Regions from separate parts of the Ovis aries genome. Here all the other regions are linked to region 1. The links are chromatin contacts, called in public Hi-C maps. All regions are on one chromosome and are shown on one strand. Each heading gives the region's core, a stretch centred on a gene start, on an enhancer-like site or on the middle of the called end of the contact. The rest is flanking DNA. Distances are from core to core; before and after follow the strand shown.

Evidence for each region. Hi-C and Micro-C count contacts between places; a contact is called where the count stands out from the background.
Region 2: a Hi-C map of liver shows a contact between it and region 1, with 2.2 times the contacts expected there. The contact joins the enhancer-like site here to the promoter of BTG1 in region 1. A contact is called at or near these places in 7 of 16 Hi-C or Micro-C datasets (blood, liver, mixed tissues and 3 more).
Region 3: a Hi-C map of muscle shows a contact between it and region 1, with 4 times the contacts expected there. The contact joins the enhancer-like site here to the promoter of BTG1 in region 1. A contact is called at or near these places in 6 of 16 Hi-C or Micro-C datasets (blood, liver, mixed tissues and 3 more).

What each region holds. Positions count from the first base shown.
Region 1 is chr3:128,536,434-128,540,366 of ARS-UI_Ramb_v3.0, forward strand. It overlaps BTG1 (BTG anti-proliferation factor 1), which reads right to left and starts at 2,235. Exons shown (of 2, transcript NM_001142887.1): 1 at 2,086-2,235; 2 at 1-1,137. The coding sequence starts at 2,233. The coding sequence ends at 770. LOC121819091 (a long non-coding RNA gene) reads left to right here and starts at 2,906. Exons shown (of 2, transcript XR_009600216.1): 1 at 2,906-3,288.
Region 2 is chr3:128,923,288-128,927,220 of ARS-UI_Ramb_v3.0, forward strand. No RefSeq gene overlaps it. Among named protein-coding and RNA genes, the nearest start is that of PLEKHG7, 150 kb to the right of the region's middle. Within about 2 kb of position 1,799, at least 23 of the 54 cell types and tissues checked have an H3K27ac peak or open chromatin away from gene starts, as enhancers often do. A contact at or near this core is called in liver, where this site is marked.
Region 3 is chr3:128,235,227-128,239,159 of ARS-UI_Ramb_v3.0, forward strand. No RefSeq gene overlaps it. Among named protein-coding and RNA genes, the nearest start is that of BTG1, 300 kb to the right of the region's middle. Within about 2 kb of position 2,020, at least 25 of the 54 cell types and tissues checked have an H3K27ac peak or open chromatin away from gene starts, as enhancers often do. A contact at or near this core is called in liver, muscle and tail adipose tissue, where this site is marked.

The DNA.
Region 1 (3,933 bases), core at 985-3,484:
TTGTGGAAAAGACTTTTACCCAATTAAGTACAAGGAGAGTTACAAACCAGACCTCCACTTTCTAAAAATAAGAAGTTTACTCAGTCTTAGAAAACTACAAGCTAGCAAATGTACAGAGAGCTGGCTGGTGCTAACACCACAGTTGAGACAGTGTCTTTTTAAGGGTCTTTTTTTTTTTTTTTTAAGCCTGTTGCCAAGGCAGATTCTGGTCACTTGCTACTTTCAAGGCCAAAAACACAATACAAGGTCTGACCATTTCCCCAGGTCATGCTTACTAGTTTGTCTTATATACATTTATACATATTTAAGTGCTAGGTAAAAGTCTTGTCATAAAATTTCCAGTACTACCATGTTTAAAATGTTGAGCTTTCCTATTGAGCTGCCAAAAAGGATAATAACTTTTAAGTGTAATAGTGCAAATTTTCTCTGCAAGTTCTACTGCAGAGAAATACAAATTTTCATTAAAGGGACTGACGTAAAAATTTAGGTATCATGTCTGGGAGAAACTGAAACCATCCTAGGACTTCACTCCTAGCAAATAAGATGATCATTTACTTGGACTCACAGGCTATTAAAATCATTGAAAGGTACTGTCCAAACTATGGCACTGTCACTTAAAAAAATTTTTTTTTTACCACTCTATCTTGTGCCAGATCTTCACAGCTGTGACATGGTTTAAATTCCATAATCCATCCCCAAGGGGAGCCCACCCAAAGCAAAAATCAAATTTATCCATCCATTATAAGATGATCCATCCACAGACTATATCTTAACCTGATACAGTCATCATATTGTAGTTTTTGGAAGGGCTTGTTCTGCCCAAGAGAAGTTCCTCCTTACAGCTGATTCTGCTGTCTACCATTTGCACGTTGGTGCTGTTTTGGGTGCTACCTCCTGCTGGTGAGGCTTCGTACAGCACACAGATGGAGCCATCCTCGCCAATTCTGTAGGACACTTCGTACGGGTCAACCCAGAGCGTGAGTTCACTTGGGAGAAGCCTGAACAGCTCCTGACTGCTCAGTCCAATCCGCTGCGCTGCCTGTCCAATCAGAGGATCCATTTTATGGTTGATGCGAATACAACGGTAACCTGATCCCTTGCAGGGCTTCTCTGGGAACCAGTGATGTTTATAATGTTCTACACAAGAAAGGAAGAGAGAAAACAATGCTTAGACCCCGTTACTGCCGGCTCCCGCCTTAGTCTCCTTCTTCTGTTGGCTCCTTTAAGTGAAAATGCCGAATATCAACTTTTTTTTAAAAAGCCCCGCAACGCATTCGCGGATGTGCGCGGATGGAAAACGAGCAGGGCAGGGTTTTAGAAACAACAGTTGCACGGGACAAAACAATCTCCGGGAACCAACCGGCTGAGCCGCCAAAACGGGAATCAGGCGCGCAGCCTGCGCCAGCCGGACGGCACCGGCGGCCAGGCGGGAACCTGTTTACTTTCTCCACCCCACCCTGGCCGCACACAATAGGGTTTATGACTTTGGAGGAGAAGCGCCACCGGAGTGTTAACCCCGAAGGGAAGGAAAACAAGCCACCCTAAACCACGCTCTGGGCAGGGCTGTAATTGTGCCGCTGACAAATCCGATGATTAATGGGCAGGGTTAGGAGGCGTGGGGGGACCGCACGTCTGTCCCGAGTGAGCTTCGGGGCAGCCGCGCCGTTTTACCCCCGGGCCCGACCGCCGAGCCCGCAACCGTTGGACCGGAGTGGGGGGAGGGAGCGTCGAACCCACCCCAGCCCGCGGGTCCTTTGTCCCCCCAAATCCGCGGAACGTCCGAAGACCGCAGCTCCCGCCTCGGTCGGCTTTAGTTTCTTTGTTGTGCGTCAGTTTTCTTCTCCCCTCCGTTGGCCAACCGCGGGGGGACAGGGAGCGCCCTCGACCCAAGCCCCAAACCCTCCCCGGGACCCGCCGTTAGCGGCCGCCGGCGCGCCAGCCACCATCCCGCGGTCGGACTCGAGCGCGGTCGCCCGGGGCGCTGCGGACACTCCCGCGGCCCCGACGGCCCGGCCCCTACAAGTGCGGCCGCGTCGCCCCCCGCCCCCGGCGTCCCTCGCCCTCCTGCCACCACGGCCCGCTCACCTGCCAGCAGCTCCTGCAGGCTCTGACTGAAGGTCTGCAGTTGTCGCTCGCTCGTGAGCCCCTTGGTGCGGAGGAACTTAGAGATGAAGGACACGGCGGCGGCGATCTCGCCTATCATGGTGGCGGCCCGACTGTAGAAGGGATGCATGGGGGCGGCGGGCGGGGGCGGCCCGGGGCGGCCGGGGCTCGGCGGCGCGGCCCCGACGGAGGAGCGGCCACCCCGGGCTCCCTCACAAGTCAGAGGGCTGAGAGGGAGAGAGGGCGTGAGCGGCGTAAGGCTACTTTTTTTTCTCCTTTCTTTATAGTAAAAAAAGTTATTTTCGACACAGGAGGCGGCAGGAAAGAGGAAGAGACGAGCGACGGCGGCCTGGTCACATCGCTCGGACCTCCCCAGCCGCCTCCGCCTCCAGCTCCGCAGCCTCCGAAGCTCCCAACAGTTGCATTTCCAGCTCCGACGGGCTAAGAGATAAAGGGGTGGTGCAGCACTTTTTATAGAGCCACGGAAAGGAAGTGGCGTAGCTGGAGCGTGACGGCCCAGTCCAGCCAATCCAGAGATCGCACCATTGTGACGCAAGCAGATTCGGAGTCGGAGGGGGCGGGAAAAAGGGGCCAAGGGGCGGGTCCATAGACTAGGAAGAGAGGGAGGAGCTGACGTAATCCGCTTGTAAACAAATAAACCCTGGAGTGGCAGCGGGAGAACGGGGAGCAAGTGGCGGGGGAAGGAGGAAACTAGGGGTGCGCGTGTGAAAGCCCCGCCTCCCCAGCCCTAGCTCCTCCTTCCCGCTCCAGCAACTCCAGGCACCGCGCCAGCGCATCCTCTGCAAGAGTACTCTGCCCGGGCTAGCCTGCAAGGAGGCTTAATGCTGTGCAGATAAAAGCGGCCCGGCTTAGGCTGTGTACGCCCGCGCCAGCGGCACGAATACGTCTGCATGGCAGTGGCCCGCTGACTGTACTCGGTGTTTACATCCTGTCCCCGACGCCGAGTCTACGTGGCTGGCTCCACGGGCAGGATGAGCAGCGGGGTGTGGGTACCAGTGCTGAGGATACGGGGAGTGTGGAGAAGAGTGGAGCGAACCGGCTCTCGAGGGTTAGTCAGCCTGTTAGGGTTGCTGTTCAGTGGCGTCAAGAGTCAAAAGGAGAGAAGAATGGAGTCCTTACTGAACCCATCTTAAAACTGATAAGAAAGCCTGTAATTGCAGATAAGTATGTTAACCGTAACGTTTAATCTATAAACAGAAAAAAACTATATAATGCGTTTTACACCGTTTACGCACAAAACCGAAGGTTGTTTCTTTTTCTAAACTAAGTAACTGTCTCAGCCTTCGCCTTTTGCTGTTCTTTATAAAACAAGAAAATAAAGATAAAATGTGAAGGCTGTGAAAGTACTAGGGCAGACATTTAAGGTTACTTGAAGTCCTACTTGCCAGGCTGGGGGTAGGGGTGGGGGGCCGGAGGGGACGCGGGAATACGAAGGCAGGAGCCTGCTAAAAACGATTAGGCCTGCGAAAGGGTTAACCCGAACTCCATTAAAGAGGAGGGGGGGAAAAAAAGATGGTGAGCTGGGCAGATGGAGAAAGCAAACAAGAGGCAGAAGTTGAACTCTACCAGATGGAAATAAATATCCTGAACTTAGCTGGTCATCAATATTGCAAAACACTGCTGAGCCAAAGGGTATAGAAATGAAGGGAAAAGTACAATTCACCATAAAGCAGTAGGAGAAAAATATTTGTTGTTTGAATGAAATATGTAAAACTGGGCTTGAAAGAATAGCTTCTAGGTTATTTTTTCATTTGTATACAATAATTATAGGCAGTTACATGTGAAATAAATACTTTAAAAGATAGTAAA
Region 2 (3,933 bases), core at 549-3,048, 390 kb after region 1:
CAAAAACATTGAAGACATCAGAGAAAGGGAGTGAGAGTAAGGGAAGGGTAAGGGAGAAAAGAAGATATTTATTCTCTAGGGATGGCAATAAGAATGAGAACTGAGAGAAGGAGCATGGCCTCCAGGTTGCCTGGGCGGCCTCTGAGAGTAGGGTCTGCAGAGGGGAGTGGGTGTGGAGGGGAAGGTTTGTGGTAGGAAGTGAGGACAGTAGGTGGGGGCGCTTTGTATCAGCTGGAGCAGGGGAGGATGAGCTTGGTTTTGCTATTTGAGGCTGTGGGTATAGACAACTTTCAGTTTCCTTATGAGGCAGCCTGGCTAGGTGCATTCCAGACATGCTGAAGTCACTACAGGGGAGGGATTCATCTTCAGCTGGCTTCCTACCAAATTCCCCAGGCACTATTTGACACTTTTCCTAAAGCCTTTGCCTCACGGCCCCCACCCTCCCCACCAGATGCCTTTGTCTCCTTCTCCTCTGAGACTGAGGCCACCAGATACAGGCTTCATCAACTTCTCTCTTCTCTACCTCACTGTTTCTCTACACCTTCACCCTCCTTTTTGGAAGAGGAATGCTTCCTTCATTCCAAAAGTAAGTCCACTTAACCAGGTGATCCCTCTCGTTCTCCTACATAGATTTGTTCCATCCATCTGGCTCTCTCTTGCTCATTTAATTTCTCCCTCACTTTCATTTCATCACCTATTCTTAAAACAACAATTAACTCAAGTCTTTCAGATCCTGAAGCATTCTCATTCAAGCTTGCTTGCCTTTTCAGCCAGCCTCCACCTCTCTGGAATTGTATGCCCGGACCTCTTTGTTGGCTCTCTGATTTCACCTCTTCATGGCCCCCTGACCTCTCAGCCCTTGTTTTCTGGCTTCCTGGCCTGCCTATGTGCTTTTGTTCCTGCTACAGCCTTCCTGCATTCTAGAACACTCACACCTCTGCCTGGCAATGTACTAGTACCCTCCAGGTTTCCAGAGCCTATATCCCTCTTCCTGCCCTTCACCTGGGGTACAAACCCTGTGCCAATCTACAGACCCACCCTAAGGCAGGCAGACCAGACATACAGGGAACTCACCTCATCCCCTGAGACGCAGCGTGAACAAAGTCCTGCTGCTGTTCCAAGTTCAAGGACATCTTTATTGTGGGAACTATCTTGATTTTCAAGTGTGGGCCCAGTTTTGGCTCCAGCACTGGTTCCATTTTCATGCATCCTAATTATTGAGTATTTATGATGTGCCAAGCTCTGCAGCACTGCCTGTACACGATCTCACTGACTCCTCTCGGCACCCCTGTCCTGGGGAACCCTGCAGCCTGCAGACCCATGTTATAGAGGCTTTGAGAAATGTGCCCAAGGTCACACAGCCAATAGATGGCAGAACCACGACTCAAAACAGGCCTTCTGACTCTTGTGGCTATGCTTGATAAATAGCTGTCACTTTCAATAAAAGGGAGAGGGGGCGGTGTGTGTGTGTGTGTATCTCTGTGAGTGTGTGAGTGTGGCTGTAGGTCTGGGAGTGATGGAGTTACGGTGGGAAAGCTTTCAGGGACCCTGCTACGGACACCAGATTTTCTGGTCCTGATTAGCTGCTGCCTGGCTGCCAGGAGCTGTTATTATCACTCACTCCTCTGCCCCATCACTGGGCCTGTGGGGACGTGCCCTTCCTTCCTGCTCTTGGCCCTGTGATGTTGACAGCTGTACTGGGAAAGCACAGGCTGACTGCTGCCACGCTTACGAGACACAGAGGTACGTGCCGCTGTGGACGTCCCACCCAATTGGTCCCACGCCTGCCCCTGCACAGGCGGTCAGGCCACTTCCGGGCCAGGCATTTGCTCTGCCTGTTAACCTCTCTGTAACAGTAACTAAGTGCTCTCTAAGCCACCACATATCCACGGTTCTTCCTGGCAGAATTCACCCTTCATACCCTCTGTTACATTCTTTTAACTCTTGACTTATGCTTTTTTCCTGGCTTTTTCCCCAACCCACCTTAGATTAATGCCTCATCTGTTTTGTTAACACCTTCTAATATTTAATTTTCTTTTTTTTTCAAATTTCAGTATTTGTGTGTTGAAGTAATTAGGACATACTCCTTCAAACAGGATGGTACAGAAAACCTCAAATTGTTAAGTTTGTTGAGTAAAATGAGTCACTGGGAGGAGAAGTCTACCAGGAGAATAAAAACAATGATAATGAGAACAGTAATAACCAATAAGCAATATTTTCAAGATGTCTTGCAATTACCAAATACAGACTCATCGCCTGGTCCTCACTGTCCCAGAAGATGAGTTCTGTGATTCACTGAAAGCCAAACCACAAGTATAACAGCGACAGGACTCAATTCTCAAGCTCTCACTCCAAACCCTATCTTCTCCCTAAAATGCCTTTTAAAGAAAAGATTTCTGTCTCATCAGCCAGCTCATCTGGGCCACCCGAAAACCTCAAACAAAAATTCCCCAGGTCAGTATCATGCGTTCTCCAAGAACAAGCATCTTCAAACAGAAACCAAAAGCAATGAAAACCAAAGACTAATGGCTTCTGGCTTCTCTTCAGTGGTAGCGAGTCTTAGTTCTTTTTCCTTATTTCATGGGAAAAATTATAACTGCCAAAGGGGAGCTGTGGGCTTTTCAATGGTGGAGCAGAGACATGAGCTTAGGAAAAGCAGCCTTCAAGGAGAGATGCTCTCCTTCCTCCCTCTACCAAGGACAAGTACACATTCATGCTTTTACATTTTATTTTACTGAGTTTAAAGTCAGTGAGACCATAAAGGACCTCTTTTGCATTGCCTTTTCTTATCCTTCTGCTGCTTCCATAGCAAAACTAAATATGTGGAACATCAAGTCTTTATGAATCTTGTCTGCAACGATGGAACTGAGTATGTACTTTTTGAGGACATCAGTTCATTCAAGATCATAAGACAACTTTAGGAAAAAAAAAATCCTTAAGAGATCTATAGGTCAAATGGACTTCCCTTTCTGGTCTAAATGTCATGTTTGTGAAAGTGATGCAGTATAAACAGCATTTACTGAAATGAGAAATTATCCCTCTGCTGAATAAACCAGACCCTTAGCTGACTGGTTTGCAGGCCTACTTCTCCCGCCTGTGGCTGGTACCTTCTCACCTCTTGGGTCTTCACGCAAACATCACCTCCCAGGACAGGAGTCCCTAACCAGCAGAATCTAGTGTCTGATGATCTGCAGTGGAGCTGGGGCAATCATAATAGAAATTAAGCACACAAAAAATGTAATGTGCTTGAATCATCCCCAAACCATCCCCAGCTCAGTTCGTGCCAAAATCATGTTCCCTGAAACCGGAGACCCCTGTCCCAGGAGATACCTTCTAAGATTGCTCTTTCTCCATGACTTTTTCTCCCCTTATCCTCCTCCCATTATTTTATTATTAGTATTTATCACTCTGGCATTTTATTTTTATTTGTTTACTTGTTTATCATCTACTTCCTTCTGCTAGAAGGTAAGACCTTTATGTGAATTTGTCTTAATTATTGCTGTTTTCCCAGAAACGAGCTTCCTGAATTCAATTCCCTGAATAAACATGCAGGACGCCACTTATAAATCAGACTTCTATTTTTTTCTTTATATGTTGCCGAAACTGTAGGATCTGGGGATACCATCAAAGATAAATTGGAGGCCAACATCTGCACACTGCTAAGGATTTCACACCACAGACACTCCAGACAGAGGTCTCTCTACTGAGAACGTTTCAGTTTCCTCAGCATCGAAGCACAAACACAGTATTTGAGTGAGAGAGACAAGCCCAGTAAGTCCGCATCTTGTCTTAAATTCTGAAGAAAAGAAAGTGAAACAGAGAAACATTTGTTCTGGATTTGCTGTGAAGACTTTAAGAAAACTCATACTGCCCAAAATTCACTCTGTGGGTTCCTTTCAATGATTCAATTTGGTTTTGAAACCTTCTGCTCTT
Region 3 (3,933 bases), core at 770-3,269, 300 kb before region 1:
ACTTTCTAAAGGCTATTTTTAATATTGTCTTGCAATAAAATAATAAGTAGCTCTCTGATACTATTATTTGTTCTTGTCAATCTTTATGCATTGCCATCTTTTGGTCTTTCATCTTTCATTTCTGAATCGTACAAAATTTCTCCATCTTCTAGATTTTCACGACATTCTTTTATATTTTTCTCTTTGGGAACTGAACAGATTTCATATTTATTTACTGTCAGGGCCATTTCCCCCTGAATTTTTACCTGCAGGGCCACTAGCCTGAGGATCACAAAGTGATGTGGTAATTTCAAGTCAGAGGTACAAGTTCAGTCCACTAATGAATGGATCACTTATATGTCCACTAACTCCCCACTAAGAATTTGGACCTCAGATTTGGAAGAACCAAAAGTGATGGGAAACATAAACCCACAGAAGGGTTTGCCTAAAGAATGATGATGAAGAGAGGCCAATGGTCCTTCTCTTTGGTTTCCAGACTCATGTATTCTACCTATTGGGTCAACATAAATCAGTTATTTGTTCAGTCTATATCCCACTCTCTGCAAAGTGTTGACCCTGAGCACCACAGCAGCATTTTCTACACCTATCCTTTCAGCCTCACATTCCATTGTTTATCGAGAGTGATGCATTTTGCTTCCTAACCTTTTCTCACACTTGAACCCAGTACTACTGCCTGATTTCAGGTCATTATCACCTACCTGAATTTTGCACTGCTTCCTAGGTGGTGCTTTTCCATCTTGTCTCATCTATTTTCAGTGGTGGCAATCGTAATCCAAATGAAATACCCTCACTTCCAACTTACTTCCAGATCTTCATTTGTCATCCTTCCAATCCCTATTGACGTTTCACTGAATTACTCATTATCCCACCCACAGATTCAGCTGGCTCTTCAAGCTTGACCGCTGGCATTGCTTTCTGCTTACTCTGGATGCGTTCGTTTGCTGTGTTTCGAAACCTCCCTCTGTCTACACTGTCTCACGTTATCCTGGTCTGGTCTATCCTGGACAAGGACCATAAGTCTGGACTAGAGTAGGGTGGACTGTTCTCTTGCCATGTGTGCCCTCGCCTGCCAGGAGGGATCTAGACACTTCTTGCCACTGAAGTAAGTGGCTGTTCCTTTATGCCAGGGATGTTTTGTACATGCCATCCCCTACATCGAAATGTCCTTCCCTTCTTCCTACTAGCAGGATCACTATTCAAGAATCAGTTCATATATTACTTTCTATAGTAAGCCTCCCATAGGTGTAATAAAAAATATTCAGCCAGTTCTGTAATTGACACTTAGCAGAAATAGGATACTTGTCACATTAATAATAATAACGCAAAAATAACACAAAAGCACACTGGTTATTAAATGCTTACTACAGGCTGTTCTCTGTGTTCGTCACAGGTGTTGCACTGGCCTGTGTGACTCAGTCAGCATCCAAACTGTGGGCTTCCTAAGCAGAATCTGTTCTCTTCCCGTTCAGTGTCTAACATATAGTCTAATTCAAGGCGTCATGATTGGTGTTCATAAACAATTTCTGAACTGAATTAAATTAAATCATTGGGACACATTCAGTGTACCATCCCTTTTTCTACATGGATCACAAAACAGTAATTCTTTCATATTATGTCACTTAACACATTACAATTTCAAACTTAATTCTTGCCTAAGAGTCTTTCTTCCGAACACTGGCTTCAATATTGCATAAGTTTTGTTTGCCCTGATGGCAGGGTTTTGTCTCCACAATAACAGCTTCCAGGACAGCAGAAAGGACTTTAAAACTTGTTATTCCAGTAGAGACTGGTGGAGGTGAAGACAGAGGAGAGCAGGAAAAAGTCCCATCGTGTTTGGCACATGGAGTGTTTGCTGTACTTTCTGCAGTGTGTGCCAGTGCCTCTGTTTAACTGAGTTAAGGATTAACATATTGAACAAGCAAAGAATTGCTCAACCTCCTGGGTACATGGGTCTTGTTCCGTGTGTGACAGGTAAGCCTATTATTTGAGCATGAACTGTACCTGCTGGGAAGTCTCTGTATGTCCTGTGCATGAAGTCTTTGCTGCTCACCCAGAGTGAAAACATTTAGTAGTCTGCTCATGGGAATCAGAGTCTGCCTTGCCTCCAGGCATAGAAGCCTGAAACAAATTAAGTTTCCATCTCTCCCCTGGCTATTTGGGTTTGAGCAATCTTGAAAGCAGCCTAGTAAACAGGCTGACAAGACTCCACTTGAGTTGCAACCCTATTTATAATCTAAAGCCAAGGACTTTGTGGAATCCCAGACCAGGCTGGGGCACGTTAGATGGGTAATAAAGAATCAAAGAACTGCAATTTAGAGGTAGGGGTTGGGCACAACAGTGCTGTTGAATGAAAACGGATGCAATTGTCAACATGTCTCCCTGTGAGAAGGAGGTCAGAAAACTGCCGAGTGATCAGAAAGTGATCTGTGTCAGAGCAGAGTGGCCAAGGGCTTATGCCAATGAAAGATCTAAGCCAATGTGGAAAGCACGTTTTTAACAAGTAAGTAGTGCTATTTAAGGAGACCAATTGCAAAAGCAGTCTCATTGCCAATGGGAGAGGGCTCGTCAATCATACAACACATATTTGCCACCCGGCCTTGGAGCTGACACTATTACATGCTATGCAATGGTAAGCAACAACCCCTGTCCTGGGGCACCAAAATTTTTAAATAGGACACTAACAACAACAAAAGGAACATAAAGAGATTTTTTTTAAACCTACAATTTGTAATAAAGGCCTGAAAGAAACAAGCAAACAGAAGGTGCTGTTCTGCTTCTATTCATAGGGTCACTTGGGTAAAGTATACAAAGATATTCAGATCTATCTCTGTGCATGCCCTCCCCACAAAAAAACTCCTAATACACATACACCACAGCCTAATCCTCATGACATGTCATGTACAGTCTGCTCCAGCTATACGTTTTGACTGTTCTGGACATTTAATCATTCAACATGGGAGACCAGAGAGTCTGAATTTTATTTATGAAGAATACAACTCCCTATTGAGATATAGCTGTAAGCTTAGAGTTCAGAGGTTTAAATTGTTCAGATAAAGTTGATATAAATCACAGAAAGTAAATGACTGACCAGTTTTTCCATTTCATTCAGTCCAGGTAGCCATGGATCCTGATTGCTTAATATAGGTAATAGTTATAATATTAGCTTTACACAGATTGCAGTCACTTCTTAAAAGGACGAAAGAAAAAAATAGAGATGGAGAAAAAAAGAATGGCATGCTGCAGTTCATGGGGTAGCAAAGAATCAGACACGACTGAGTGACTGAACTGAACTGAACTGAATGAAACTGACACGAGGTTGTAAGAAACAAAATCATCATTAAAAGATAAAAACCGAATAATATCACATAGCAGACTCAATCCTTACTGACAGAATGCTCTAGATATTATTTTAATGAAATGTCATTTCTCTGAGGGACCATTCCTGCCCATCCTCTTATTCCAAACAAAATCCTAATAGAATCTGGATTTAGAAGTGCCTGGATTTTCAAGTACCTACCTGTGTGCTGCACATTCTGTGATTGTTCATAATGACATGAGATTGTAAGTCTTCCAAAAATGAATATCCATTCAATTGCTGTTTACATGTATTATAAGTATATACAATCAGATTCCTTCTGCCTTTTATTTCTTCAACTGGAAAAATTAAAAATTAAACATGAAATCAGCAATAGCTTTAAAAATGTTTTTGTTCTCATGCTTTATTTTTAAACAAACCTGTGTTATACAGATTTGAATTAATTCATGAGTCATGATACACTATCAACACTGATCCATGCATGACCCTCTTTTATTTTACTTAGTTCATTCATTCATTCATTCAACAAATAATAAATATTTGTGAACTCAACATCCAGGGCAAGAACTAGAACACTGATGATTTTTTACATGTATCTCTTCATTCCTCCCCATTCT